Regions from separate parts of the Anas platyrhynchos genome. Here region 2 is linked to region 1. Evidence: chromatin contacts called from public Hi-C data. All regions are on one chromosome and are shown on one strand. The core of a region is the stretch at or near the end of the contact, and the rest is flanking DNA. Distances in the headings are between cores, read along the strand shown. Region 1 overlaps DLGAP1 (DLG associated protein 1). Region 2 has its middle 14 kb from the start of TGIF1.

Evidence for each region. Hi-C and Micro-C count contacts between places; a contact is called where the count stands out from the background.
Region 2: a Hi-C map of skeletal muscle shows a contact between it and region 1, with 2.3 times the contacts expected there. The contact joins two enhancer-like sites. A contact is called at or near these places in 2 of 8 Hi-C or Micro-C datasets (F5 follicle and skeletal muscle).

Annotation. Positions count from the first base shown.
Region 1 is chr2:52,665,829-52,672,953 of IASCAAS_PekinDuck_T2T, reverse strand. The region is part of intron 6 of DLGAP1 (DLG associated protein 1); the gene reads right to left. The region is part of intron 2 of LOC106015381 (a long non-coding RNA gene); the gene reads left to right. Among named protein-coding and RNA genes, the nearest start is that of TGIF1, 92 kb to the left of the region's middle. Within about 2 kb of position 3,588, at least 3 of the 8 cell types and tissues checked have an H3K27ac peak or open chromatin away from gene starts, as enhancers often do.
Region 2 is chr2:52,743,872-52,750,586 of IASCAAS_PekinDuck_T2T, reverse strand. No RefSeq gene overlaps it. Among named protein-coding and RNA genes, the nearest start is that of TGIF1, 14 kb to the left of the region's middle. Within about 2 kb of position 5,221, at least 8 of the 8 cell types and tissues checked have an H3K27ac peak or open chromatin away from gene starts, as enhancers often do.

The sequences.
Region 1 (7,125 bases), core at 2,339-4,838:
GTTTGCAGTGCGCCCTGGTTTTACACAAATACTATTGTTCAAACAATTTAGATGCCTTGTCATTTCCACAGGTATGTTTATCTGATTAGTAAACGTTACATTCAAAAGCATGTCACCTTCCTTCATGTCTGCCTCATCCAAAAACACTGTACTGCTATTCCTTTTTTGACTTGAGATGCTAGTCAGTTTCGGGTTAGATGGTTGTTATTGCTGGGAAAGGACTGTAGTGATGGAGTAAGCATCAATCTCTACACCCTTTTTTTAACAAAGAATAAAGGGAGTCTGACTTCCTTCAAGCCTGGAAGAGTAGGAGAAAGATTTCTATCTTACAAATCTAAGCTGCTGTCAGCACATAACTTAACCAAAAATAGTCACTCCATATCTCCCTCCCTCACACCCCAGTGTCATGCCCTGAGGTTTTCTGTGCTATATCTAGCTTTTTTTTTTTTTTTTTTTTTTTTTTTTTTTAATGTACCCATGTGAGTTTCTGTTCTTTCTGTCATGCACCAATAGATACAGCACAACAGATCAGTGACCGAGCTCCTGTGTTTGCGATTGAGCTTTAGTCTTAAGGGATATTCACCATGTTTCTGTGTTTTGAGTCATGACAATAGGTTATTGTCAGCTTCTTTGGGGTATCAGTAATCAACGAAGGACATTGGTTAAACCCATGAGCTCTTGTGCAGATGCTCTGTATTCCCTAGCAAGCCAATGTTCTCCAGGCCAGCCAGTACGATTCATCATAAAAGCTACTTTAAAAAAAGTATCATTTCTCTTCATCACAGTGCCACAAGTCTGTTGCAGAAGAAACACCTGCACTATTTGGGAGCTGTGGGCAAGTCACACAGAAATGTTTTAGCCTCACATGGAAATGTCACGTGGAAATGTTTAAATGTCTGTGGTGAAAAAGTCCACAATGAAGGGAAGGTTCACAGTAGCTCCTTGCAGCTCCTTTCAGAGCACTTACTAAGGTCAAGGTTTGATGGTAGCTGTTTTCCATGGTAGTACTAATGCAGGTACTTGTGCATTGCTACTTCTGCATTGCTACATCCCCACTTGTACCAAAGCACAGCTGTTGGAGGGTTCTGCCAGCCAGATCAGGTACATGACTCACATCTCATCTTTCAAATTCAGGCTTTTCTACCTTTCCCTTGGCTATTTTTTTAAAAGCCAGATTCACAGCACAGCTCCAGAAAGCAGCTGTATCAGCAGAGCTGGAGGGAGCAGTAAGCTGTGAAATAGGGACACAGACACTGTATGACAGTACTGCTTCTGAATACAGCGTGCTGTCACTACAGCCTAACATTAGGTGCCTGTCTTTTCACTGGCTATGGAAACAGCTGAGGAAAATTTGCTTTCCTAAGGTGAAGTTGGCCTTCATATGTAACCCTTACTTCTCTTCATATTGTGGGTACTTTGAAATCTGTACACTGATTTATACCTTCACAATTAGGAGCAATGTATTACCTTCTAGCTAGGGAATCAGGCCTGAATTCACAGCAATACTGATATTTAAATACCTTTACATAAGCAAACCTACTTAAACATTTGGTCTGTGTAGGACTTTCTGTGAAGTTTACCAGGCACCTATGCACATCATCAATTACCTATATACATTTCTCCTGTACATTTATGTTGGTATAATTAAGATGAGGATTTGTTTCTACTTCTCTTAGGGTTCTTTTTACCTATTGGAAGAAAAAGATTTACTGCCTGATAATTTGTGTATGCTTCTGCTTTAATGAATCAAAAATTAAATACCAACCTCTAATAACAACCAGATCTTTTAAAAAGATCTCTACTGTGTCAACAACCTGAATGTATTAAGCATCTTCTCTGTTCACCATTATAACAATGCCAAGATCCTCTTTTTATGATGGTAAGCTCTGGAAAGCTGACGCACCTGAAAAAGGAATAGGCTGGTCTTTGTTGCAGCTTACACACCTACACACCTGCAATAAGAATGTTAAAAAAAAAAAAAAAAAAAAAAAGCGCTTTGTTGCAGAATCCTTAAGGGTGGCAGCACAGTAAAAGTCAGGGGTATATAATTTAACATCGGGCTCTGCCTGGATTTACTCTGCTTTTTCTAAATGAAGTAAATAAGTAAATGTCTTATCAAAGATGATTTTTACAGCATACCCTTTTCAGAACCGAACTTTGAAGTCTTTGCTGCTGAAAAGACAGCTGGATTGTGTAATGAGATGCTCTTTCCTTCATAATCTACAGGTGAAACAGTGTACTGGCTGTGGAAAGTTAAGCATCTTGTAAATAAGAGAAACTAAGAGCAGTCAGTGCAGAAGCACTAATTTCATGTGGGGAAAAAGCAGTGAGTGAGTCTTAGTTTTAGTCCATTGTCTTGGAATTTCAGCTGCAAACTGCAAAAGCTTCCCATCTGCCCCAGTATTATGTAAAGTATAATGGAGTTGAGTCAGTTTGCTTGCTTAAATGTTTTTCTAAAAAATACTGGCACAGATTCACCTTGGGGCTGCCCGTGTATTTTCTTTCAATCAGTTACTGAAAACTGAGGGGTTACAAGAGCCTCTATATGAAGAGCACAGGGGACTGACTTTTCCTGGTGTGCGCCATCTGAGGCTTTGTGGGTTTCTGGCTTTCAGCAGGCACAGAGTCAAAATACAGGTCTAGCTGCTGAAAGGGCAGAGGCACAGCCATAGTGTGCTACAGGTGAAGCTCAGGGCAAGCTGACAACACTTGGAGGCTCACAGAGCAGTTATGTATTGGCACTGTGCCTTTTGGGTCAAGACCATGTGGTGCACTGAAGTAAGGATCCTTTGCAGTCACGGGACAAAGTTACAGAAGCAGAACAGTGGTGTGCCTCAGCTGTTTGAGATCTAGCTGCAGGATTGAGACCTGTGATCTAGTGTTGCAGAGAACAGTCCTGCAACTTTTTCTTATCTTTTTTTTTTTTCTTGGTAGAAATATATAAGAGGCTTGATAGAAGTATATAGGGTCCTCATATATAAAGTCCCCAAAACCTTAAAATTCCAATGAGTATCCCACTGGTTTCTTTCCCACCTATATACCCATATTTGCTTCCACAGAAAACTGGGACACCTGCGGAGATGGTTGCATCCTGGTCCTGTTCCAGCATGCAGCACTCCTTGGGACCAGGACTCTGAGAGTCCATTGACCTGACCACCATAGACACTGGTACGGGGTATGGGATAGGGCAAGTGTGGATGAACCAAGAGAAAAGACTTATTTAATAAATATTTGAAAATGGTTATTTCTTATTTCCTGCTCATCTGGCTCTGAACACTGACCTGTTTTGTATTACAAATGTACCTTGAAAAGTTATTAGACTGTAGGTGGACGCTGTGTAGCAATTCCTTGGTACAAAGCACCAGTACACTGGAGTCAACACTGAAGAAAGGTGAAGAATGCAAACTCTTTCAAACGTCACTAGAATGAATAGCTTCACCATCTGCATTTTTCTAAAGCCGTATCATCTGAGCCTTTTCACTCGGTTAGAAAACAGTCACGCTATTTAAAAGCACCGTATCCCGAGGCGTCCCTTTCACAGATCTGTAGTAGAACAATAACTCCCTCTGGTGTTTGCCTGCTATTGTTACTTCCTCAGGCACAGCACCAGGAAACCCTGCTAGATTATGTGTGTACCATAAATACTGTTTCCTTGGTATTGCACACTGTGGACAGGAAGGACAGTGCATGCATGTTGGGCAAACATCGCCCCAAGGGCCACTTACATTGCAGGTGAACATCACCTGGACACTGAGAAGTGGATTGCCAACCTTCGCTGCTGCTGAACGGCTTGCTCTGCCAAAGACTTATTAGCATGCTCCCTGCATTTATTTAATTACACTAACAGTAGGCTTACTGCAATGTGTCTGGATGCTTTATTTGATGACTACTGGAACTTACCGACACAGTCCCAAGAGAGTCGGGATACATACAGGGCTATGTCAAGTGGCTGGATGGTAGTTCAGAGTTAATGAATTGCTGTGCTCTGCTCTTGGGACAGAAAATGTGGAACTTCCATTCAGCTGCAAACTTATTTACAGGAATGCTGTCACAGCTTCAAGGCTCAAAGCTGTAACAAGTGAGTTACAAGCTATATCTGCAGGCAGAGGAAGCAAAATAAGATGCAAGAGAATTAAGCTCCTGTCCTTAGGGCTAGACCCTACCTATCCATTGCCATAGTAATGCTGATCATCGTTTTTTAATATAAAATTTACTAGAAAATATAATTTCTTAATGTTAAAAATATACCACACAATAATTTAAAAGTAAACATACAGTATTTTTTCCCCAAATTTTTGCCGTAATCAGTTGAGGAAAACAAATCTACAAGAGAAGATGAAGAAAAATAAATATTTGAAATATGGCTTTTGCCAAGGAGAGGAGGCTATTTTGCTGGGCTGCTTAATAAAAATTCCTTCCACAGAATCATGTAATTATTCAGCTGGATGTTCTCCCCAACCAAACGTAGGCTTTTTACATTTGACCTAAATTTCTGGAGGGATTTTTTTTTTTTTTTTCTTCAGCATATCACTGAACAGGAATCTGTAAGCTGATTATTGTTGTTGTTAATTCACTTCTGACTGCAAACATATCTTTGCGTATTTTAAACACTGGTATACAGAGCTGAAATCAGAAAAGTTAAGAGTCTCTCTCTTGAAAGCTCACACTAAATCCTGACTGTCTGGCACCCTGATCCTTGCTACAAATAACCCTGTGACAGAAGGCTCCCTGGCCTTGTATTATATCAAATGTGTAACCATACTACACCTTTGATGTAAAACAACTCCCCTTTAATGTGCTGTAATCTGTTATTCTCTTTGTCTCTCAGATAGTAATCCTCTTGCACATGGTAATCCTCAAAATCACATATGTTCTTTAAAGCTTTTATTTTGGAAATTACTCATATCCTTTTATTTATTTATTTATTTATTTATTTATTTATTTTCTCTCTCTCTTTTTTTTTTTTTTTTTTTTTTTTTTTTCTGGGCACTGCCAACTAAATACTACCCAAATGTCTTTCATCTATCTTGGACCTAGGCAGGTGGAATGTTTTTATGTTCCAAATTCACTATTTGGTTGGAACTGGGTCAACAAGATGAACAGACAGTTTCTAGTCATCTGGCAGAATGGTAGCATGCCTGCTTTTTGTTTGGCCAAAACAGATGTATAAAATTTCTGGGACAGTTAACAGGAAACAAGTGAAACAACATTTTCTATTTGGGTTGTAGAACAGAGGAATAGGGAAAAAAAAAAAAAAAAAAAGGATTTAGTTGTCTAGAATGATTTTAAAATATCTTCTTCTGGACTACTAAAACAGGATAGTAAAAGAAAAATTCTCACCTCAGCAGTAATAATCCAGACCCTTAGCACTGGAACTTGGACATTTACAAGCATGCTACCAGCTACTCAAAGTTTCATTGTTGTATGATGAAACGTTTTTAGATATTGCAACCTTAAGTCAGAGGTAGTAGAACACAATGACTTCATCAGAGCAGCATGTTTGTTTAAATGATCTAATCTTGAAAGTGGGTGATGACTATGATGTGAATATCATCAGGTCAAATATAAGATCTTATATGACATAAGCTACATTAATTGCAAGACATGATGAATATTTGCCTAAGTGTTCAAAAGACCTTTTTCTTTGGTTATAAATGTGCACTTTGCCATAAGCAATTTACAGCAAGCTGGATGGAGTTCTGAGGTATAGCTTCCAGTGATACAACAGCACAACCTGCTGATCACACCATCTCATCTTGCCTGTCCAAGCAAAGTCAGCCTGTGCTGCTTGCTCCCTGGAAGTCCAACCTCAGAAATTTCTCCAAATTTGCTTTTTACAGAGGCTGTACTGCCAGCAGGGCAGATTCTGGATGCAATGCAGAGGTCTAGGGACATTTTATTCCTTTTGCCCTTGCTTAGGGCTACAAAGAGGACAAGATGTGCATGGAGTGCATGAGGTCCATTTGTTTGTTCAGTCCCGAGCAGAGCAGGCTGAGGGGAGGCCTCATGGCGGCCTGCAGCTCCCTCACGAGGGGAGTGGAGGGGCAGGCGCTGAGCTCTGCTCTCTGGGGACAGCGACAGGACCCGAGGGAACGGCATGGAGCTGGGACAGGGCAGGGTCAGGCTGGAGGTTAGGAAAAGGGTCTGCACCCAGAGGGTGGTTGGGCACTGGGACAGGCTGCCCAGGGCAGTGGTCACAGCACTGAGCCTGTCAGACAGAGTTAAAGGAGTGTTTGGACAATACTCTTCAGACATGTGGTCTGGTTTTTGGTTAGTTCTGTGTGGAGCCAGGAGTCTTTGTGGGTCCCTTCCAATTTAGGATATTCTGTGATTCTATTCTATGTTTGTTGGGAGGTGTTCCCCACTGTCCCCAGGGTCGGGGACAAACGATATGCAACACCTCTGTGTTGATCTGTCCTGCAGAGCCACATTGTCTGCCCCTTGCCTTGGTCATCAGGCAGAGCAAGAGATCAGCTGTGGGCTCTGGGTCAGCTGCTGACTCACTAATAATGCTGGATAAACATGTCTGAGCTAAATGCTATCCTGAATTAACGATTAATCTTGTGACTACAAAAGGCTTAAAGTTTTCTGCTGAAGTTCTGTGAAGCTCTCATCCTCATACAAAATCAAAATTGCCTTCTATTTACTTCATTCAGATTGTAATTTGTACCTCTTGAGTCACAAACCTGAATGTGAACTCCCCGGTTTTGAGAGTTTTAAGGAAGGGGTCTTGGTGGTCTCCTAGCTGAAACAACTTTGAATGTTGTTTGAGGTTTAGGGATCCCCTGCGGACTTGCAGGTCCCTTTTTGTAGTGAACTGGGGTAGCACATGTGCCATAGCTCAAAGACTGCCACCCAGGCACAACAGGAATGATAAATAGTACTGATAAACACTCCAAGCTGAAGTGTGCTGCACGTGGGAATCAGGCAGTACTATTTCTAAAAGAAAGACAGGAAATTAGGCTCTCTCATGTCTTTTCAAATGTTTACAGTAAATCAGCAAAATTAATGGTTCTAGCAGAGAGAAACTCTACTCTCACTGTACTCCAAGCAAGCTATCCAAATATCAATTTCCTTACAGCTGTTTTTGCCATTTATTTCCTTGATTTGCCAAAATTAAGTCAG
Region 2 (6,715 bases), core at 3,972-6,471, 76 kb before region 1:
GTTCTGAATTTAAAAACAAACACTATTGAAATAAAGCTAGAAAAAATAGTTCTGAGCAGAGCCAGATATGGCTGTATACTTCATCTTAAAGATGAAGCGTGTGAATCCAGAAAGGGACAAGTCCCCTCCCTTTGACTAGACATAATGTGCTTCTAGACTACTTTTTTTGGAATACCTAGGCACATTTTTTAATATATATATATTAATCAGAGTAGGCTTTTGTGCAACTATGGGGTCAGTGTTGAGGGAGAAGTGGGGGAAGTTGAAGCAATCCTTTTGCAGTACAGATGTTTGCTCTCAAAGGGTGCTAGACACCCAAAAATGGAGCATCATCTTTGGTAAAGGTTTGTCAGATGTTTTCTTGTCCACATGCAACGAAGAATTTATTGCAACACTCTATGCCCATGCCTCAGGCACTGGCTAAGAAAAAACAACCTCAAGCAAATATTTTTGCCTTGTGGGTTCTTTTTTTTTTTTTTTTCTTCTTTCTTGGTTGTTTGTTGTTGTTGTTCAAAAGCAGGTTGCCAGTGTGCTGAGGGGTAAAAATGGGGGACCAGATCATCAAAGGGCATTCTGAGAGATAATTATTCTTTACTATGGCATTTGAAATAAATAAAAAAAATCAGTGTTTTTTTTTTGGGGGGTGGGGAAAAGGGAATTTGCTTTTTGACCTGACCAGTTCTGTAGCTCCACCAGAACAGCTGCAAAAATGGAAATAGGGTGAGGAAGAAAACCTTGCCATTCAAGTTTTTCATTGAAAGTAGTAAGCCTGTGGTCACTGCTGTTACCGCTGCTGTTATCTCATTCGCCATTCTCCCACACAAAGTGACGTTAGCGTAACAGAACCGAAGTCCTCCCCCTCCTATGAATGCTGTATTTCTATTTTGCTGACACTTTTCCAGGGGATTTCACTTGTGACCAGTTTTGCTTTAGGCCATTTTTTTTTTATTATTATTTTTTTAAAGTTACTTCTTGTGTTAAGACTACATCTAGGAGTTCAGCTGTATGTAGTCATAAGCCAAACCCCTTTGGCACCTGGCACACAGTGAAATGGCTTTTCTCTACCCTCAGGTGTTATTTAACTTGGAGGAAGAAAATGACTCATACTGAGTACCCACTAAAAGAATATCAGAAGGCAGTTTCTGCTTTCCTGTAATCTAGCACTGATAGTTTTGGTTCAGGCTATTGAAGTTTGCCGGAATCTATTCTTTCAGAGCTGCAACTTGAAGTTAGCTCCAGATAAAAATTATCGAAGGTAGATTTCGGACATCAGGCGGAGCTGGGATCCAGAATGAGCAGGAGTCCCAACAGCTAACAAATCCAAGGCTGCCTGTGACAGCAGTGCCGTGCTGTGCTGGGGAGCATGTGGCCGGGAAGAGCCTGAGTGACCTAGGAGGTATGACAGATCTCCGCCAGCCGAGACAGCTCGCACGCAGGCTTAGTCAACCTTGTTTTCCTGGCTTTTGCGTCTTGTAAACACCACTTGGCAGCTGTGTGTGATAAATCCCTGCTTGAAGTGAAGATGATTACTATCAGGAGGGGATCTTGGGGCCGGCATTTCCCCATGTGTGCGTGCAGGGGGGGAGGCACCTCGTGGGATGGCGGGGCGGGGGCTGCAGCATTGCACACACATCTCCTGGCTTCTGTCATGAACTCAACGTGTGTGTCCATAAAACCCTCAAAGAGCTGCTGCTGGCCTTGTGTACTTGGGAAGGAAAGATCTCAGGGGTACGGGTGCTAAGCTCAGCAGGAAAGGAGTGGCAGAAGAAAGTAGGTAGAAGCTGGGGATGTGGCTGGCTTGGTGAAATAGCTGTGTGGGGGGGATGGTGGGGGATGACGATCGTGGTTTCCCTCTGGAAGAGGAAGAAAGTGGAAACCCAGCCTCCTGGAGCCCCCCGCCAGCCCTCAGCTCCCAGCCAACAGCACTGAGGCCGCACTGTGCACCCGTCAAGGTGTGTTTTCACCAGACATTTTTCTTGTTCACACTTGAGAGCTGTTCCTGTAGTATTTCCTAGCTCTTTTAAAGTTCGTTCTTGTTTTTTTTTTTTTTTTTTTTTTCTTTTTTCCTTCTTCCTCCTCTTGGCGTATTGCAGTTGTCAACTTTCCCCGTGGCTTTTGCCAAGTAGGGATTATTGGCACAAACACAGCGCGTGTTTGCTTCTCAGGACATGACTTGTTTTAAGTCTCCTGTTCAGTGACTGCCTGAGCTCTTACGTCCCTGTCCCATTTCCCTAGGTTAGCAGGCTCTTCTCCATCAGCTCCGGTGTCTGGACTAAGGGGAAAGAGCGTAGACGAGCCACTCTCTCTAGCAAAACGTCACTTAAAGCTGTCGCTGTTCCAGACGTGGTAATTGCATCCACGTGTGCTGTGTGCCATTCACTGTCTGCTCTGGTCTCTGTCATGACAACGAGTGCCTGGAGATCTGTGAACACAGAAAAGCAAAAAAAGTCATTATGACTGCACTACCAAGCCAGCGCTCTGACTGCCTTCTCCATCCAAGGTTTGCACCCGTGGCTGCTGACAGCACAAAGCTGTAGCATTCAGCAATTTTGCTCACCTCTCCCTCTGAAACTGCAGCTTCACTTGGCTTCCAGCTCACCTTTACAAAGCTTTCTGAAGGCTTTGGCATCGGGACTACTCCTGGCAAGTGTCACCAGGCTGGCCGTGCCAGCTTGCAGGCTGGGGTAGGCACCAACAGCAGAACTGCCGTGTGGCCCCTCTACCTAACATGCACCAGCTGCCAAGGCTGGTGCAGGCCTGAGTAGGCCACAGCTGTCTCCCAGCTCCTCACTGTACCACTGGAGAGCAGGGTTTTGGTCAGATTTTGTGTATTTCCACTGACAGACTTGTTAGTGTTGCCCTTTCAGCTGCTTGCACCAATGTGTAAGGAACCTGTAGACGTGCGTGCAGGTAGCAGCGCTTTGAAACCGTGACTTAACTGGGTGCAAAACTGGGCTGACTGCGAGCAGCTGGCAGCTGCCTGTCCCCATCAGTGCTTGGACAACTTCTCCAAGACCACAGACCGGGGCTGTGGCTGTTTCCTCTCACTGCAGCCAGCCCTGGGCAGTGAGCCCTGCCGGTAGGTGTGTGGCAGTGTGAGCCTCTTGCAGCAAGGAACTTTATGAACCCTGCACGTGGTGTTTGTTGTGAGCCTTTTGTCAAATCGTTTGGCTGATGATGAAGAGAACTGAGCTGACGGTGGCAAGAGCAGTTCAGTCTGGTGCTGTGGGTTTTGCAGCAGGTACCTATGTTTCCATGGCTTCTCTGAGCCTCTGCATCGCTGCCATAGAGCTGGGGAAATGCTGCCCAGGCAGAGGTTCCTGGAGCTCCTCCATCAGTGACATACAGAATCATATTTATAGGATCTGAAGAGAAACCGAAGCATTTCATGGACTGGAAAAGCTCAGCTACTTTTGGAGAATGTTAATCTTTATCAATAGTAAGGAAATAATTCCCAATTAATTCCTCAAGCGTGCTCCTGCTTCCGCCACTACAAATGAACAAGTAGGGCCAGAGAGACTTATCCTTGTCCTATCTAGCTGCAGCGTAAAAATGAGTAGTTTTCCCTACTGCAACTTTGCCTCTAGTGTTCTAGGTCTTTTGCAGGAGCAAAATTAATTTCTGTTTATTGGTGAACACATTTTAGTGTTTGGCTAGGGGCTTTCAGCCTCTTCATCTCTCTTCTAGAAGCTGCTGCTGGAAAAGACATTCTCGATCATAAATTGCCACCAGCTTATAGATTTTACTAGAACTACTTTTTACTTCAAAAAAAAAAAAAAAAAAAATCACTCGACTGATTGTAGGAAGCACATGATGGCCTCCAGCTTGCTTTTGTGCGTAACTTGCCTTGGAAGAAGTTCTGGACAGCAGACACATAACTGATGGTAAGGATCACAACAGTTTTGCAATTTGACTGAGTAAGCATTCAGCTGTTTTGCCAGAGCCTGTAATTTCACTTCCTCTTCTAGCCTCGATGTTCTGATTGCCTGACCTCGTGCTGAATGTCTTATTTTGTTTTCTTTTGTACGTCTAGTATCATTCCTTGTTTGAACTCTCCCTCTATCGTCTCTATCCGTTTGACTTGACAGTGCTTACATAATGCTATGCATAGCCCATTTAAGTAGGATAGAGATTATTTTGACTGGTTTTGTACTGCCTGGAAAGTCATCTCATCCTTGCTAGTCCACTAAACTAACCACAACAAATCTGGCTCTGATGCAAACGAATCAACTTCTGTTCATGAGAGGACGCACATCTTCCCTGTGTAGTCTGGCTTTTTTTTTTTTTTTTTCTAGCTTCTGCTTTCTGTGCTGTGGCAGACATAAGCCTAAAAGAAGAGCAATTAGTAATAAAATCCATCGGGTGTTTTTAAGAACCGAGAAGCTTCCCCAGGTGGACTTCCCAGCAGGTGAGGTATGAAGCAGACCTTCCTCTGCCAACCTTAGCTAAAGGTTAGTTCAGGTTATCGTATTAAATGCTACCTAGGCGGTTGCTGCTGTAACTCATTCTTCATGTTCAATTCAGCTGGCTTGTGCTCAGCCAAGGTATTTTCAGTGGTACGCTGCCAACTTTCTACAAAGGCTTCCTCAAAAGTTTTTCTCCCTTAGCTGGTGATACATGGGAAAACCTCCTGTAAATATCTCCTTGTAGTTCAGAGATTTACATCTGCAAAGCACATACTGTGTGGTAAAGCTACCAGTCCCTCCACCTGAACCCCCTTGCTCCTGCACAAGCAGCTTCAGCCAACTTCATCTCCTTGCCTGGTCAGTAAATTAATAGATATGTGCTGAATCTGCGAGACATCTGGTTTTACATCTCACCTACTTTGCTCATGGGGGCAAGAGGGAAGGTCCTGGCCACCCTCTGAAGGGAGGGTGGCACTCCCTACTATCTTTTGGACCCCAGGAGGAGGTAATGGGGACACAGGTCTCTCAGTGGGAGAGTTCCCACTTGCTCCTTAACCTGGCTGGGAACCTGGGGGCAGCAGGAGCGGTGTGGGTCCCCTGGTCAGCAAGCAGTTTCTCGAGCTCCCTCTAATTGAAACAAGCAGCATCCATGTGGGCTGGGGTTGTGCGTGCATCATTTTCTTTCCTATTTACACCCGTAAGCAGCAGGTATTTCCGCTCTGAGAAATTTCCTTCCAAGCGGGGTGATTCAGAAAGCTCAGGTTTCCTCCCACGGGGTCGAGCGAGCGAGGCGGGCAGCACGGATCAGCTGATGCCCATGTTAGTCAGACTTTCTGCATCTGCCTCAAAAAATGACTTGCTGGCGGCTCTGCTGAGGCAGGAAACGTGACCCCGCTAGCCGCTTTGTTGTGCTTGCTGAACCTGGAGGGAACTTGCTTTCAGCCTCTCTGTTCCCCTGCAGATTTGCCTTCCACCCTCGCCTTGCCCCAGCCCTCCTTCACATGCTCCTGGCCGGGCATCGCCTGCAAGGCACAGGGAGAGCTGCAGCCCCGGTGCATCGCTTGTGCAAGGACGAGGCAGAACTCGCTGTGCCTCCCTCCCTGCGGGATGCGCTTCCTCCCAAGGAAATCCCCCACTGCGAGGCATCCTGGGAGCCCAGCCCTGCGGATTTTAAAAGGCAGCCAGAAAGCGCTGCCTGGTACCGGAGGACACCTACGGGTGTTGAGAAAGCCCTCGGAAAGAAGCAAACGTTTCAGTTAGGGATAAGGAGAAGAAAAACGCAGTCCTTCCCACTCCTCGGCTCTGTGGTTTGTCTGAGCTCACTTCCTTGGGATACATCAGGGTTTGATCTGTAAAAAGAGATATCTAAAAACGTGTAAAATCTTAACTGTTCTGGTGATAGCAGCGTAATCTGCCTTTGATCACGTAAAATGTCAAAGCACAGCTCTATCTGCTGCCCAGGGACTGCAGGAAATGCACAGGCACTTACGCAAATGCATAGAGAAGGGGATGCTTTGCAGGGCTGGTGGGCTGGGGGGGAGATGGCTCTTGCTGGAGCTTTTGGTTCGTGGATCATGGCTGGATGGTTTGGCAAACCTGGCTCTCCCATGTCACTGTTCTGCAAGTTCCCAGGGCTCCTGTTCCTGCTGTGACTGTGTCTGCGAACTGCTCACAGCCCAGTTGTGCAATCCTTGGGTGCTGGGAGGTTTCCATAGCTCTTTTCATGAACACTGGTGGCATTTACCAGCAGAGTCAGCAAGCTGGGTTCTTTGGCTGTGTTTTTTCTCCAAATAGCCACAGGGACTGCAGTGTTCATGTTTTGCCTCTAAATCCCCATGACTTTGGCCAGTTAAGGGATATTTGCACATGGGTGGGTGAATCTGACAGCAAGAGACAAAACAATTTCTTTGAGAACCTTGAGGGGAGCCAAGGCTGCACCAGAGCCTGACCAGGGCAGGAGGCAGCAGCAGCACAGCGGGGCACAACCCGCAGCTGGGGAGCTGTCAGGCAGGACTTTAACTCCGTGCAAAATGGGAATTTTCCTCTTTCCCAGATTTGCAAAAGATTTTGCAAACCCTCGTGAGAGACAGTTTGGGTATAGCATAGGAGTGCATCCATCACTGCGTTCACAACAACCGCACTTCGTAGCACTTAAACCAGATCCTTTCCCTCTCCTTTATTATGTTTGGTGCACAAGATGAGTGACAAGACACTGGACTCTGGTACTTCACCTGACTTGCTTTAATTTGCACGTTGAAGGACCTGCAGAAAGCTGTCAAGAGAGCAGGATGAGCCCTCCATTACTTGGT